2 separate regions of the Mus musculus genome follow, and region 2 is linked to region 1. The links are chromatin contacts, called in public Hi-C maps. All regions are on one chromosome and are shown on one strand. Each heading gives the region's core, a stretch centred on a gene start, on an enhancer-like site or on the middle of the called end of the contact. The rest is flanking DNA. Distances are from core to core; before and after follow the strand shown. Region 1 overlaps Disc1 (disrupted in schizophrenia 1). Region 2 has its middle 15 kb from the start of Gm39283.

Region 1 (7,187 bases), core at 3,137-5,636:
GTGGGTAGTAAAAGACAAATACATCATTAGTGATGAAAGAGTGTCCCGTCATCACAGTACGTACAAAGTTCATACCGAAGTCCCCTCGGGGTCTACAGGCTCATTGCCAAAAACCACCAGACTAATAAGAATTCCATTATGATTGACACGGTTTATAAAACTTTTTAATGAAAATATAGTTTCATGTCAAACTCAGATAAATTCGGACCCTGATTTTTAATAAGATGGTAGGGTCTCTTGCAGATCCTTTGGGGAGATTGAATCATAAAGCTGTCAGGAGGCAGATCGCTGTGTCTTTCCAGCGCTGGGGTCTTTGCCATTCCATCTGTTCTTTGTAATGAGTCTTTTGGTCCCCATCTTCAGAAGGGTAAGAGGACTAAGCAGCCAGACTCTGTCTGCTGCCCCGAGATGTAGTGTAGATGGCATGAGTCCTGCTGTCCTGCCCGGCAACTGTCTTGGGGGCAGCGGGTGAGAAGGCTTGAAATCAATGGCTCAGATGGGGGAGCAGGCGAGAACACAGTGAACTTAGTTATTAATTCTTGGGGAGCACCCTTTATATCCTCCACTGCATCCCACTGGTCCCAAGCAAGCATGTCTTCCAAGTGGCAGTTCCCGATTGGCTGTCATTGTCTGCATCACCAATCTTTAGGCTCTCAGACAGTCTTCAATTAGGTCCTCAGGCAGAAGTTGCCTCCATGGCTGCATGGCCAGATTAGAATGCTGAGTCCATGGGAGACATAAGAGGATCTTGAGTTCCAGGCTAGCGTGAGCTATATAATGAGACCCTGTATCAAAACTCTCTCTCTCTCTCTCTCTCTCTCTCTCTCTCTCTCTCTCTCTCTGTCTCATAGGGAGAGGTGCTGATACTAAACTCTGGTTCCCTAATTGATTCTTGACTTAGTTGATAAAGGAGGTCGGGAGCCAATTGCTGGGTGGAAGGGACAGGTCCTTCCTGGTCCCAGGAGGAAAAAGAGATGCAGGGAAAGAGAAGGCGGTTTCTGGCCAGGCTTTGGAAGGAGACGCACAAAAGAATCATGCAAGATCTTGGGGAAGGTAGAACCAGGTGGCTTCCACCACCAGCTCATAGCAAAGGAGGTTGAAGGAAGCTAGTCAATAAGTTTAGGGCAGGAGATTCTGTGCTCAGCAATTGTGTTAACAGGCAAATTCTAAAGTAATAAAGCTGTCTGAGTGTTTTTCATCCATGGAGCAAAGGTGGAGGGAGAGAGAGAGAGAGAGAGAGAGAGAGAGAGAGAGAGAGAGAGAGACCATGTGGATGATGGAGGCTAGGTGGAGCTAACCTGGGAGGAACAAGAAAAAAAAAACAAAAACAAAAACGGAGAGGGGCCAGAGCAAGGGTGGCAGCCCCAGGGCTGAGGACACGGGCAAAGGCAATAGTGTATTTTTTTAAATTACATGCTATACACATTAGGCTGGGAGATATCTCAGTGGGCAAAGGGCTTATTGCATAAACATGGTTAGAACATGGTATCTGGTCTCTCCTTCTGCACCCGTGGTTTATTCTGTAAAACAAAGCAGTATTATAAATATTCTAAGACAGATATTTTATTTCTCAAATTTAAATTTATTTTTTTCCACTGATCATAAAAGCATGAAGATATCACACATTTGCAGAGTACCATGTGGTGTCCCACCACGAGTGGAATACTTAAATCTGATTAAATCCCCCTCTCTCCTCAGGTGTGAATTCTTTCTCTTCTGTATGTGTCAGCGGACATTGAGCTCAGGGCCTTGAGTGTGGTGGGCTGAACACGGGGTACAACTGAGCTTAGCTCTGTGCTCTTTCTAGTTATCTGTTTCTTTCCCATGTGCACACACGTGCCATAGTGCATGTGTGCTCAGAGAACAGCCTGTAGGAGCAGGTTCTCTCCTTCTGCCACTTGTGTTTCAGGGATGAAACTCAGGTGATCCAGCTTGTCAGCAAGCCCCTTTATCTGCCGAGCCTCTTGCTGGCCCAGCTCCATATTATATTTTGGTGAAAACAACCAAACTTCTTTTTTTTTCAGGTTTGAAATAATTATTATTGTTATTTATAGTTAGTCCATTGATAAAAATTTGACCATTAGGATTGGGATCTTGGTCTGAACTAGTCTCTTCTGGAAGTTTTTCAGTGTATCTAGTTGGGGACAACGCCATGTGTGGGGATAGAGCAGAGCCAGTCCTGTGTCTACCCATGTCCCTGGGACCATCACTGAAACTGAGAGAGACACCTGTGAGGCCCTGTGCCAGAGAAGAACTTGAGGCTAGAGAATGTCTATTAACCCAGAGAGGGCCCAGGTCCCCCAGACAGTTCCATGCAAGTCCAGTCTGGTGAGCCAGTGAGTCTATCAGGGTTACATGCATGGGGCACAGAGACTGAGGGGCTGAAGAATTCCCACCCTGTCGTGGGCGAGGACTCTCAGAAGCTGCACTTCTGCAGTTCCTCATAGACTGATGAGTCTCCTCTAGTGGGCAGTTGTTGGTTGATGATACAGCCTTGAGAAGGAGCCTGGGAGTCCTGTAGGTTTCACGAGTTTCCCTGCTCCTTGTAAGAGGAAATTTAAAAAAGATTTATCTTAAGTTTAAGAGTGTGTGTGTGTGTGTGTGTGTGTGTGAGAGAGAGAGAGAGAGAGAGAGAGAGAGAGAGAGAGAATGAATGAGTTCTCCAGCACGTGAGTTCAGGTATCATGGAAGCCAGAAGGGGGCATCAGAAACCCTGGAGCTAGAATTATAGGTGGTTGTGAGCTTCCTGATCCGGATACTGAGAACAGAACTCATGTCTTCTGCAAGAGCAGTAGGTGCTCTTCTCTGCTGGGCTGGCTCTCCAGCCCGGAGGGAATGCCTGAGTAACATTCTGTGTATGTGCCCAGTAAGCTTTCCCAGAACTGAGTCTGTGTGACACTCCTTGTCTGCCTCTGAAGCATATTTACTACTCTCAGTCTTCATGTCTGGAAAGACCCCTGAGCACCCTGAGCATACAGGCCAGTTACCGTCTCCACACTGGCTTGTGTCTCTATCACCGTGTAAGGGAAGCTGACAGAGCGAAAAGATCCCAGAGACTCACACAGAAGGGGGTCGATCAAGTCTTTGTCCGGTTATAACTTCCTTTTGAGGCAGGGTCTTTCTCCGTAGTCTTGACTGTCCTAGAGCTTGTTACGTAGGTCAGGCTGGACTCAAACTCACAGAGATTCCCTGCCTCCTGAGTGCTGGGATCAAAGGTGTACACCACCACTGCCCAGACCAAGAATCTTTAGTCCAGTGAGCACTGGGATGTCTTAAAAGAGTAATACTACTAAGGATGATGAATCTTTCAAGAGAAAGTTATCTTTTCACCTAATATATACTTGTGTTGGCATAGCAGTACACAGCTTGGCATGCCTGCCTAGCCCTGCAGGCCACACACACTGAATTTCTGCTTCCTCCTCACAGCTCTGCGTTCCTCAGGCACCTCCCCTTGTGATCCAGTCTCTCTTTTACAAACAGTGCACAGAACCTCTACGGGTGAGGGGCAGCTCTGGGCCAGTGGTCCCTTTGTCCCGAAGTTATATACAGGATCTTCTCAAGATGTGGGCCACTGGAGGGAGATGCCATCTTAGAGGATGGGAAGTCTGACCTGGCTGCTGGCTTCTCAGCCAGATCTTAGAAGAAGAGGCAGGAAGAAGGATGGTAGGAAACTACAAAGAAAAAAAAAAGGGAAGAAAACACAACTCTACCCGAGCTACCGTGCTCTGCACGGACTGGACTCCCCTTGTAACCCGGGTGAAGGATTGTAACTAAGTTGTGATTAAAACCAGGAGTGAGAAGGGTTGTAAATAAGTTGTAATTAGAGCCAGGAGTGAACTCTCAGGAAGGGATCAGGAGCAGCGCCACCCGGACTATGGCCACAAGAGGGCGCTGTGGTGAAGCTCACCAGCCGAGGCTCTCGCTGCTGCTGGGAGCCAGTCACAGAGAAACTCCAAGAGAGGGGCATTCTGGGAGCTCGTCTGTCACCTTGAGAGACTCAATCTTTCTCTTGTAAAACACAGAATAAAGTAACAGATACATCAGCACAGCTGCATGCCTTTTGAGCATCCTCTCCATCCTGGCTCTTGGCTCTGAGCGGTTGTGCCGGGTCCTGTACCCTCTGCGCACCTGCCTTGAGACATCTATCTTCTTAACAGGCTTGATGACAAGGGATATTTTATTTAAACCCTCTTTCAGAACCTTACATTGCTTTTCCACTTGTCTAGTTGGTCGTCAATTGACCTGTCCTTGTGGCAGGAAGTGAAGATTTAAAGAAAGATTGACGAAGATGCCTTTGCGGCTCCTGTTCGGCACAGACTTGGGTCGATGCCTTTGAGGTTCCCTGTACAGAGGACTCTGTACAGTGAGTGGTTGGAGCTGCGTTTAAAAGGTAATAATAGAGGCATGAGCCAGGCACCAAGGAGAAGCTCAAAGCTCCCGTGCCAGCCGCGGGGAACCCCAAACTGATTGCTTTAATTAATTAGGCTGCTGGCAGAGCTGTGGGGCAGGAGGAATTCATCTCCAAGCCTGGTAAAAGGCTGAGGACGCTGGGTCTCAGGCACTCAGCCCTGCAGTTCATGGTTGTTGTTGTTGTTGTGTGACCCACTGGCTGGCTGTTTTCCTCTCCTACAGTGCTGTTAGATTTTCTTAGAAAGTAAGTTACTTATTTGACCTGTGTGTGTGTGTGGGGGGGGGTGTATATATGTAGGGGTTCATGTGACATGGCACATGCATGTGAGCCATCCTGCTGGCCCTAGGAACAAAGATTTTTAAGCCCTCCCAGAGGATGATCATTTCTATTGAAGTAGGAATCCAGGTGAGGCAGCAATGAGAATAGGGGTGTGGCTTAATGTGGGTGTGGCTTAGTGTAGGGGTGTGACCTAATGTGGGTGTGGCTTAGTAAAGACTTGTCTTTGTGGCCATTAACCCTCACATTGCCAACATGGCTTAGACTGTCTTTGGAAGGGGAACAGGAGACTTCAGAATCCACTGTCACAGTCTGTCACTGGGCTTCAGGGAGGGTTCTCCCAGGCCCACCGAGTTCTAAGATCCCTGTATAGGTGGCTGTGATTAAGATGGGACAGACTCAAACTCAAGATGCCACACATCACACATCGTGGGGAGTAGAGCGTTTTGAAGGCAGCCATGTGCCACTGGCTGAGCTCCAGGATGGGCAGAGAAGTGAGTTCCTAAACTCCAGACCCTCTGCCACCCCCTCTACATGGGGCTCCTTCCCTCCTCATAGATCCTTCCACTGCCGGCACCAACGATGACCCCTTTCTATCTTAGTTATATGGTATGTTTCTGTGTGTGTGTGTGTGTGCATGTGTATTTTAGTGTGTGTTCATGTGTGTTTCAGTGTGTGTGTGTGTGTGTGAAGGTGTAGTGTATATATGTATGTGTGTATGTGTGCATGTCTGTCAGTGTGTATGTGAAGATATGTGTATGTGTGTGTGTGGTGTGTGTGTAGTGGTGTGGTATCTGGGGTCATGGGGATGGCAAGCAATGCTCAAATGTTTTAGGTCACCCAATGGCATCTATTCAATAGACACCTTTGCCTGCCACCCTGGTAACCCAAGACCATAGGTTCCATAGCTATCTGGCCCCTAAGCATTCCTGAGCAGATACCAGGGACCCCCTGGTTGTTTTAGATCATGTATCAGGTAACTGTGTGGATAGCAACTGAGCCTTCGCTCACTGAGAGACTCATGAAGTAGCCATTGGCCCAGGCATGGGGGTGTCTTTGTCTAGCAGGTGTTATTGATCTGTTAGCCCATGGGTGAGCTCAGGAAGGCTATGAACATTGCCCAACATATTTGTAGATGTCAGTGTTGTATTGCAACTTGGAAAGTCGGGTGCTCTTAGTAGAAGGATCAGTACCCATCTCTCAGAAAGACGCTGTCATGTTTACTTTTGTACTTGACCCCTCAGTGCATTGAATTATACAGGTATTTTACCTCCTTCAGCATTGACTTTCATTATTGTTAAACACACACACCACACACACACATTACACACATAGACACCACACACACACAGAGGTACATTACACACACAGACACCATACACATACACACTCGCACACACATACACACCTAGAGACACGTGGACACACACACAGACACACATAGGCACACCACACATACAGACATACAGACACACCACACATACAGACACACAGACACACCATACACATAGACATACATATATAATACACACAACACATAAGACACACACATACACACAGAGCCACATACAGACACACACAGACATGCACACAGATATCCAAACACACACAGAGACGTACACACAGAGACACACTCAGACACATACACACAAACACACACACAAACACACAGAGACACACAGTCACACACAAATACAGAGAGACACACACAAACTTACACACAGACATACACAGAAAGACAGACACACACAGAGATACACACACAGATACACACAGAGACACAGACACACACACACACACCACCTCTATCTTAAGTGTCCATGCTGTGGGTTCTTGTTGCAGTGGTTTTTCTTCATTTGCTTGGGAGCTCCTGTGACTCCCAGCTCTTCTGATATCAGACACAGCTGCACATCACTCTTGATCTCGGGACCCTACTTCCAGTTCCTAGCCGACTACAGAACGAGGGGACTGTGCACAGAGAAGGGCTTCATTCCAGAAAGGCTGTGCCGGGTGGGTCGCTGTCTCGGAGGAGGCTCCAGTGTTTGCTGTCTGTTTTCCGTTCCTTTTCCCGTCGTCACTGTTTGACACTCTGCCGTTGTTTGCCCACTGTTGCCTGTGTGTCCCTCTTTCCATCTGTTCTTAAGAAAAGTTTTATTTTAAACCACCCCAGACGACAGGAGCTGGGTCTTGACAATGCTTAGGGTGGCAGGAGAAGAAAATCCGTATGGAACCGCTCCCCTCCCCCTCTTCTGCCTCTGACAGACTTCTGTTGGGGAGGCAGCCTGCCTCCAAGATAAGTGCAGGTTTCAGAGGTAGGTTCCCTGCGCCCCAAGATAAGCAATTATTTAATAAATTGGCTTTGACATGAGCTTTCTCTTTTAATACTTCCCTTGCCGTTGTAAGATAATCTCCTGCATGTGATTTCCCATTGCTGGCGTGATGACCCGCTGTGGCTCACCTCGGGAGCCTCTGCCTCTTCCTCAGGTGACAGATCCACGTG
Region 2 (7,187 bases), core at 1,719-4,218, 510 kb after region 1:
GTGGTATGTGGGTATGTGTATGAGTGTCTGTATGTCTCTGTGTATGTGAGTGTCTCTCTGTGCGTGTATGAATGTCTGTGTGTGTGTCTCTGTGTGTATGAATGTCTGTGTGTATGTGTGTGTGGTATATGTGTATGTGTATGAGTGTCTGTGTGTGTATGTTTCTGTGTATATGTCTGTCTCTCTGTGTATGAATGTCTGTGTGTCTGTGTGTATGTGTGTACATGCATGCCCCCTGCACAGTAGTGTTAATGTCTGTACAGATACCTGTGGGGATCAGGAGGGGGAGCGAGAACCCCTGGAGCTGAAGTTCCTATGGTTTTGAGTCATGCAGTGTGGGTTATGGGAACTAAACTCCTTCAGTGGTGAGAGCAGCAGAGCCTCTTAACCCCTGAGCCATGTCCTGCTTGAGCCACTGTGCTGAAGTATTCCAGGTTCATAAAGCAAGAGCAAAAGTGGGAGGAGATGGGGTCAAGGCAACACAGGCGTGGTGTGGGGCTGCAGCTCTGTAGTGACCACAGCTGTGATGTGGGGCTGCAGCTCTGTAGTGACCACAGCTGAGATGTGGGGCTGTAGCTCTGTAGTGACCACAGCTGTGGTGTGTGGCTGCAGTCCTGTAGCGACCACAGACGCTGGGCATCTTCTCAAGTTCCTATCAGAATCTCTAGAAAAATGGCCACTCAACTTCTGTGCCCATTTCCCACTGGGTTGATTATTCCTGATGCCACTAAGTTGTAAAACCTTTATCTAATCTCATTTGCAAATATTTTTGATATCTGTGCTGGTTAGTTATTTTGTCAACTTGACACAAACTTGGGCCATCTGGGAAGGGAAACCTCAATTAAGAAATCAGATTGGCCTGTAGGAAAGACTGCGGGGCACCTTCGTGATTGTTGATTGGTGTGGGTGATGCCACGCCCAGGCAGGTGCTCCTGGGTTATATAAGCAAGCAAGCAAGCAAGCAAGCAAGCAAGCAAGCAAGCAAGCGAGCGAGCAAGCAAGCAAGCGAGTGAGCCACGAGGAACCAGCTAGTCAGCAGCATCCCTCCGTGGTCTCTTCTTAGATCCTTCCTCTGGGTCCTGCCCTGCTTTCCATGAACTCTCTCAGAGATGGATGTGATCAGGGTGTGTGAGTCTTTACTTCCTAAATTGTTTTTGGGCCATTGTCTTATCACAGCAATCAAAAGATAACTAGAACAATGTGGGAAACTGTTAACCCAACCAATGACCCAAAGACTTTGCAACTATTGGTGAGATATTTAAATGATTCTTGAGAAGCCTATGTCCACATTCGGGTGTGCTCTATCCATTATTGCCTGTGCTTAACTCTAGGTCAAAATTCCTTCTTGATAAGCAACCAACTCTGCTTCCCACTGGCTCATCCTGCAATTCTTTCCTGCAGTTGAATCTTGACTCTGCCTCAGTAGGGGCCTCTAAGCAGAACTTGTTAGGGTGCTACAGCCAATAGCATGGAGCTGGGTCTCCTTCTTCCATAGCTGCTGATGCTAAGACACATAAAAGCAAATCTTTGGGCATGCTGTAAGGAGGCATGAAGAGTGGAAACCTGTCCAATTAACAAGAATTAATGGGTGTTGCAGGGTATTTGATCACACTGTGAATCCCAAGATTGTGTGATTTATTGAAAAAAAAAAAACTGTTTCTAGTTTTAGTGTAACTCAGCCCTTATTGTATATCTTTAATCCCAAACAAAGAAGGTAAAGTTAGTTTGTAGATGGAAGCACCCATGTTTGAAAGTGACATCTAATTGAGTGGCAGACAAAATGATGAACCAGAGAAAGATTTGACAAAATAGACTAATCCCAACTCTCACAAGAGGGGGGAGGGGGAAGCTACTTGAAGAGTTTTACCTGGACAGTTATAGAGAGACAGATTGCAGAGAGAGAACAAGCTGTACACAGGTGAAGACAAAATGAGCTAGAGAATGAGAAGGAGCCAGAAGATTAGAACAGATTGCCAGAGTTAGTTTGAGGCCAAGCAGAGCAAAAAGTCAGAGGCCAAGAGAGAAGCCAGATTGAATCTCTCACCTTGTCAAGGAGTTTGAGCCAGAATAGTGGAGTTGAACCAGTCAGACAGTGTTCAGAAAGAACTAGAAGGGGTGAGCTTATTCAGCATTAAGTCTCAGAAGTTGAAAGCATTCTGGGCCTAGATAAGATTGTATGAAGGCTAAAAGCTTCCAGGTCTAGGCCTAAGTTAGCAGAGGCAGTAAGCCCCTGAAATGACAATTTAAAAAGGTGAATAAAAGTTACTTTCCAAACAGGGAAATGCCATCCCCCATCCCCCGAAGTCTAGAATAAAAGTAACAGCCTGAATATTTGTTCAAGAGAAATGACTAACTCAAAACAGTGAGTGGGGCTGGAGAGCTGGCTCAGAGGCTAAGGGTGCTTATTGCTCTTGCAGAGGACCTGGGCTGGGTTCCCAGCACCACAAAGTGATTCACAACTATCTGCAACTCCAGAGATTTCACCGCCTTGCCCTGGCTTTCTTGGTCAGTAGGCACACATGTGGTGCATAGATGTACATGTAGACAGATAAAGGCACATAAAATTCAAATAATAACATTAAAAGTCGGGTTTGTAGTGGGGTGTTTACCCTTTCTTTAGACTCTCTTCAGAGCTCCATGGGCCACACATTTGAAGCAGGCAGTGGAAAGATCAGTGATGAGGGACAATGGTCTCCATCCAGTCTGACTCTCTGATTTTATTGGACTTAGATAAGATGCTAATACAACAGTTTCTCTCTTCTGAACTTGGGAGGCTGCATGGTTTTCCTGGTTTGGAGAACTGCAACCGTGGCTCTGTAAGACCTGAAGAGCCTTATGTCCTGGATGTCCCACTCACAGAAACACAGAGACGGAGATCAATGCACTAAGCAAGAGATTTATTGATCTGGCATGCCACACTGTCCTGCAATCTGGGCAGAGTCAACCCCAATCTCCTAAGCACACACTTTTTATATAGTTTAAGGGTAGGACTTGATAACAATAAGAGTTGGTTTAAGCCCATTGTTGGCCAGGGCAGACTTTTTGATTTCCCCCCTTTAGAAATGGTAATTAGCCTCTCCCTTCCGGATTGGCAATTGTTTCGTGACCTTCCTTAAGCAATATTAATGGCCATGGGTGAGGTGAGGTCTTAGTCACCAGAAGGGGGAACTGAAACATTCTTGGTCATTATCTGCACCTACCTTAAAGTAGGAGCTTTCTTGCAAAGCTTGTTTTGTCATTGCAGGAAGGGAGTGTTAGTCACAACCTTCTAGCGGAAGTCCCCAGCATGCTATTCTAGCAAGGTCTTTCAGTGGTCATCTTATGTTCTCTAAGGTCACACATTCCCACAGCTCCTCCTCATCCCCACAGCTCAGTCCCGGGTTTGGCTCACGTTGAGTGTAGGATAAACAGCTGATTTATTTGTGTCCATGTCATTGAATAGTTTCCCCCATTGTCTGCCCAGCAGCTTACACACCAACAAGCAGGGATGATTCCTGCTAACAATGTGGACTCTGCCTTTGTCATGAAGAGCTGTCAGTTCTATGAGGAAATTTCTTAGGCTCTGTCGTCAGGAAATGTGATTTTAAGAATTGTTGACTTTATCTATAATATCTTGATCAATATAGATTTGGCTCACTTCCCTAGGTCTCTGAATCAATTTAACAATGAGATGGAGAGCTTTAAAAGGCCCCAAGTATTTTCTAAATAAAAGACCTAAAGACAACAATGAAGAAAGACTATTCCTTCTTTAAAATAGTTGACTGTGTTAGAATACTTTAGTAATTCTGAAACTATTCACTATTATTTATAAATATTTATTGAGTGTAGAGTCTGCTCCAGGCCTCATGTGGAATGCCAGGACTATATCAATGATTAAAGTAAGTGTGGTTGTCTTTCCTCTTGGGAAGAGCCTACGACCGACCGCAAGGACAGAGAAAGGAGAAAGGGTCACTAGGGTTGACTCCCTCAGCCACTCTGCATAAGCAGACACACACACCCAACTCACCACTCTGCATAAGCAGACACACACACCCAACTCAGAGGACTTGCCTCAGGCAGAGTACAGACCAAAAGAAATACAGCCAAGATGTAAGTCCGTGGAAAAGGGGTCGTTGAGGGCAGCAGAAGAGAGAAAGCATGGGAGTCGTTTCCTAAATAAGGCTGTCCCTGAGCTGAGAAGTCTCACTGAATAGAGAGTACGTACACTATTCATATGGAAAAGCACTCTAGAGATGGGCACACTCCAGAGCTTGCAGAATGTCCTCTGAACCTTCCTGAGCACCCTCAGTTCAAGAAGGAAAGCTAACCAGCCGGAAGTGTCTGGGTATGTTTAGTTTGTAAGACAAAGATGGCCGAAGGGAGTACTGAGCGTGCTCAGTGTGGCTCATAAATAAGGCCATTAGCAAGACTTGTAGACATTTAGAATCTTTCCCCAAAAAGGTTTAGCAGCAGGCGAAGGAAAGGTAGATTCATAGATGAAGCTCTTCTCTCCCCCACCCTCCCCTGCTGTCCCTGCTTCCTTCCCTCCCCTCCTGGTCTCTCCCCTTCGCTCCCCTATCTCTGGGCTGATCTAGCATCTTGCACACTCAAGCCATACTGGTGGACAGACTGCAGTAGCAGTGACCCAGCAGGCTTCCCAGCTCTTATGAGAGGCTGACATTTTCAAATAATTTTTCTGTGCCTGGCCCCTGTCTTTTTGGTCACTTGGTGACTGTCTCGTCCAAGAACCCTGGTACAGACCCTCTTACACCTTTTGTGGTCTCTTCACCTTCTTCGGTTTTCCAGGTGTTTTGTTCATTTTTTTATTTATTTAAGAAAAGTCTAAGGATACTTTTATCTTATTATATCATTTTAATTTTATTTTTAATTTAATTTAAGTTTTTAAAATTTTATTTGCTTTAGATAACTTATTCCTTTACTGTTAATTGCAGGGTGGCAGTTATTTGTGTGTGTGTGTGTGTGTGTGTGTGTGTGTACACGTCTGAAGATAACTTGTAGAAGTGAGTCCCAGGGATTGATTTCCCACCACTAAGCTTTGCGGCTAGTACTGTTACCCACCCACTGAGCCAGTCCTTTGCCCAAGAAATGGAACAGCTTTAAAGACTTCAGGATCCCCTGCCATACCCAACCCTTCATAATAACACAGTCTTGTCTCCGAAAGCTGTGGGCTTCTGCTAAAGTGAAAATGGCCCTGTGGAAGCTGCATTCTCGAGTCATTTCTATATGAAATTGAGTGGGTCTGTGCAAGCATTTTTCTATTTTAGAAGTTAATTGTGTGAGAGCATGAATGTGTGTGTGTGTGAGTGTGTGTGAGTGTGTGTATGCAGGCGTGTAATTATGGCTGTGTGCCTGTGAAGGCCAGAGGACAGTATGGGTATCTTCTATTGTTGAGGCCGGATCTTTCGCTGAATCTGAGGCTCACAGTTTTGCCTTGCTTGGCTAGTTTGCAAAACCCAGGATCTGCCTGTCTCTGCATCCTGTCCCTGCTTCATCAGTCCTGCAGTGGTACATGGTCCTGCCTGGCTTTCCTGTGAGTTCCGAGGATCCAAACTCAGGTCTTTACACTTACACAGCAAACACTTTACCAGAGAGCAATCTCCCCAGCTTCTATTCAAACCTTTTCTGGGAATGACCTTAAGTGGGAAAAAGAACAATTACATCACTGGGTGATTGAAACCGCTGGGGAGGCTCGGGGAAGGTTGAGCGGAACCTAAGTCACCGGGAGGGATAAGGAGGGATTCGGGCTGAGCAGAGCCAAGCCATCTTGGTACTCAATTCCTTTGATGGACTCTCTGGATATTGGATCTACAGCTAACGTCAGCAGAATGCAAAGTGATCAAATGCCATCGTCTTAATATTCCAGCGATCTGAAGTGGGGGTGGTGTGACATTCCTCTCTGTGTCCTGTGCCTCTGATGTCTTGCAAGCCCCTCCAGTCTCAAGAGTGAGAAACCTCACCTCAAAGGATGCTGAGTTCTGTGGACCCAGACTGTGCACTCAGAACTAAAGGGAAGCACGGAAGGGATTTTAGAGCAATTAATGAAGCTTTGAAACTTGGGGGCGTGACTGTGGGTGTGGCGTGGGTTTGATCATTTCACATGCTCCTCACTCCGTGTGGCTCTTAATGTGTCTCCTCTTCTTAGATATCCACCGAGATGTTTCTGTACAAATGGTCCCACACTCCTCGAAAACAGATTCGAACCATTAATCGTTCTTTCCATTTTTGTCGGATTGTTGGAGTCATTGTTTTCAATTTTAACTGATTAGTTTTAATGACTGATTTTACAGTCCCATTAAACAATAAGGTTTTTAGTGTGAAAGAAAAGCCTTCAACGACCCAGCGTTTAAACAAATAGCATTTGCGTGAAATCAACTCCAACAGCATCCAACGTAAAATATGTGGACATAACAATTAGAGGCCATCTGTTAAGCTGGCATCTTGCTGTAAAGGAATGAAATTTCAATTAAGCTTTAATATGGAGTAGTGTAAGTGACAGACCCCATATGAAAGCCCACAGCCAGTGAACTGTGAAGTGGAGGGTGGGCTGTCACACGGTTAATGACTTGGAGAGAGTTCCCTGATAGCATGCTTTGTGAATGACATGCCTGTCCTCCTGCTCTTGGACACGAGGTCTGTTTCTGAGGATGGAGGATGGAGGCTTTGGAAACGATACCCATATGGAAGATAGATTGGAATTATTGTGTGGCACAGTCCTGAGTCGTGTGGTTAACGTGTGATTTGCCACTTCAGCTGGAGACAGAATTAAATCATGCACGAGCTAAAAGGATGGCTTGGGCTCGCCTCACGAGTGTGGAGACGTGAGTCTGCTTCTCCAGATCCCTGTAAAAGCACGGGTGCAGTGTTGATTATCTGCACTCCGAATGGTGGTATGACAGAAGGTGGATGTGGGCAGATCCCTGGGAGCTCATGGGCCAGCTAGCCTGGCCAACAGAGCATAGCTCCAGGCCTGTAAGAGATCTTGTCTCAAAACAAACAAACAAAAAGGTAGAACTCACCTCTGACCTTTCTGTGGGTTCTTGTGGGTATGCACATATGCAACACACACACACACACACACATGCGCATATATGCACTCACACAGATACCCACATACATGTACTCACACAGGCACCCACACATGCAAGCATATACACATATGCACACACATATACACACACATGTACTCA

What was found. Hi-C and Micro-C count contacts between places; a contact is called where the count stands out from the background.
Region 2: a Hi-C map of bone marrow-derived macrophages shows a contact between it and region 1, with 19 read pairs. The contact joins two enhancer-like sites. A contact is called at or near these places in 1 of 15 datasets of contacts at CTCF or cohesin (the NIH/3T3 cell line), 2 of 484 Hi-C or Micro-C datasets (bone marrow-derived macrophages and uterus), 3 of 115 datasets of contacts at active chromatin or transcription factors (all in embryonic stem cells) and 1 of 9 other capture datasets (embryonic stem cells).

Annotation. Positions count from the first base shown.
Region 1 is chr8:125,180,210-125,187,396 of GRCm38.p6, forward strand. All of the region lies in intron 9 of Disc1 (disrupted in schizophrenia 1), which reads left to right. Among named protein-coding and RNA genes, the nearest start is that of Disc1, 130 kb to the left of the region's middle. Within about 2 kb of position 4,387, at least 30 of the 459 cell types and tissues checked have an H3K27ac peak or open chromatin away from gene starts, as enhancers often do. A contact at or near this core is called in bone marrow-derived macrophages, where this site is marked.
Region 2 is chr8:125,696,538-125,703,724 of GRCm38.p6, forward strand. No RefSeq gene overlaps it. Among named protein-coding and RNA genes, the nearest start is that of Gm39283, 15 kb to the left of the region's middle. Within about 2 kb of position 2,969, at least 15 of the 459 cell types and tissues checked have an H3K27ac peak or open chromatin away from gene starts, as enhancers often do. A contact at or near this core is called in bone marrow-derived macrophages, where this site is marked.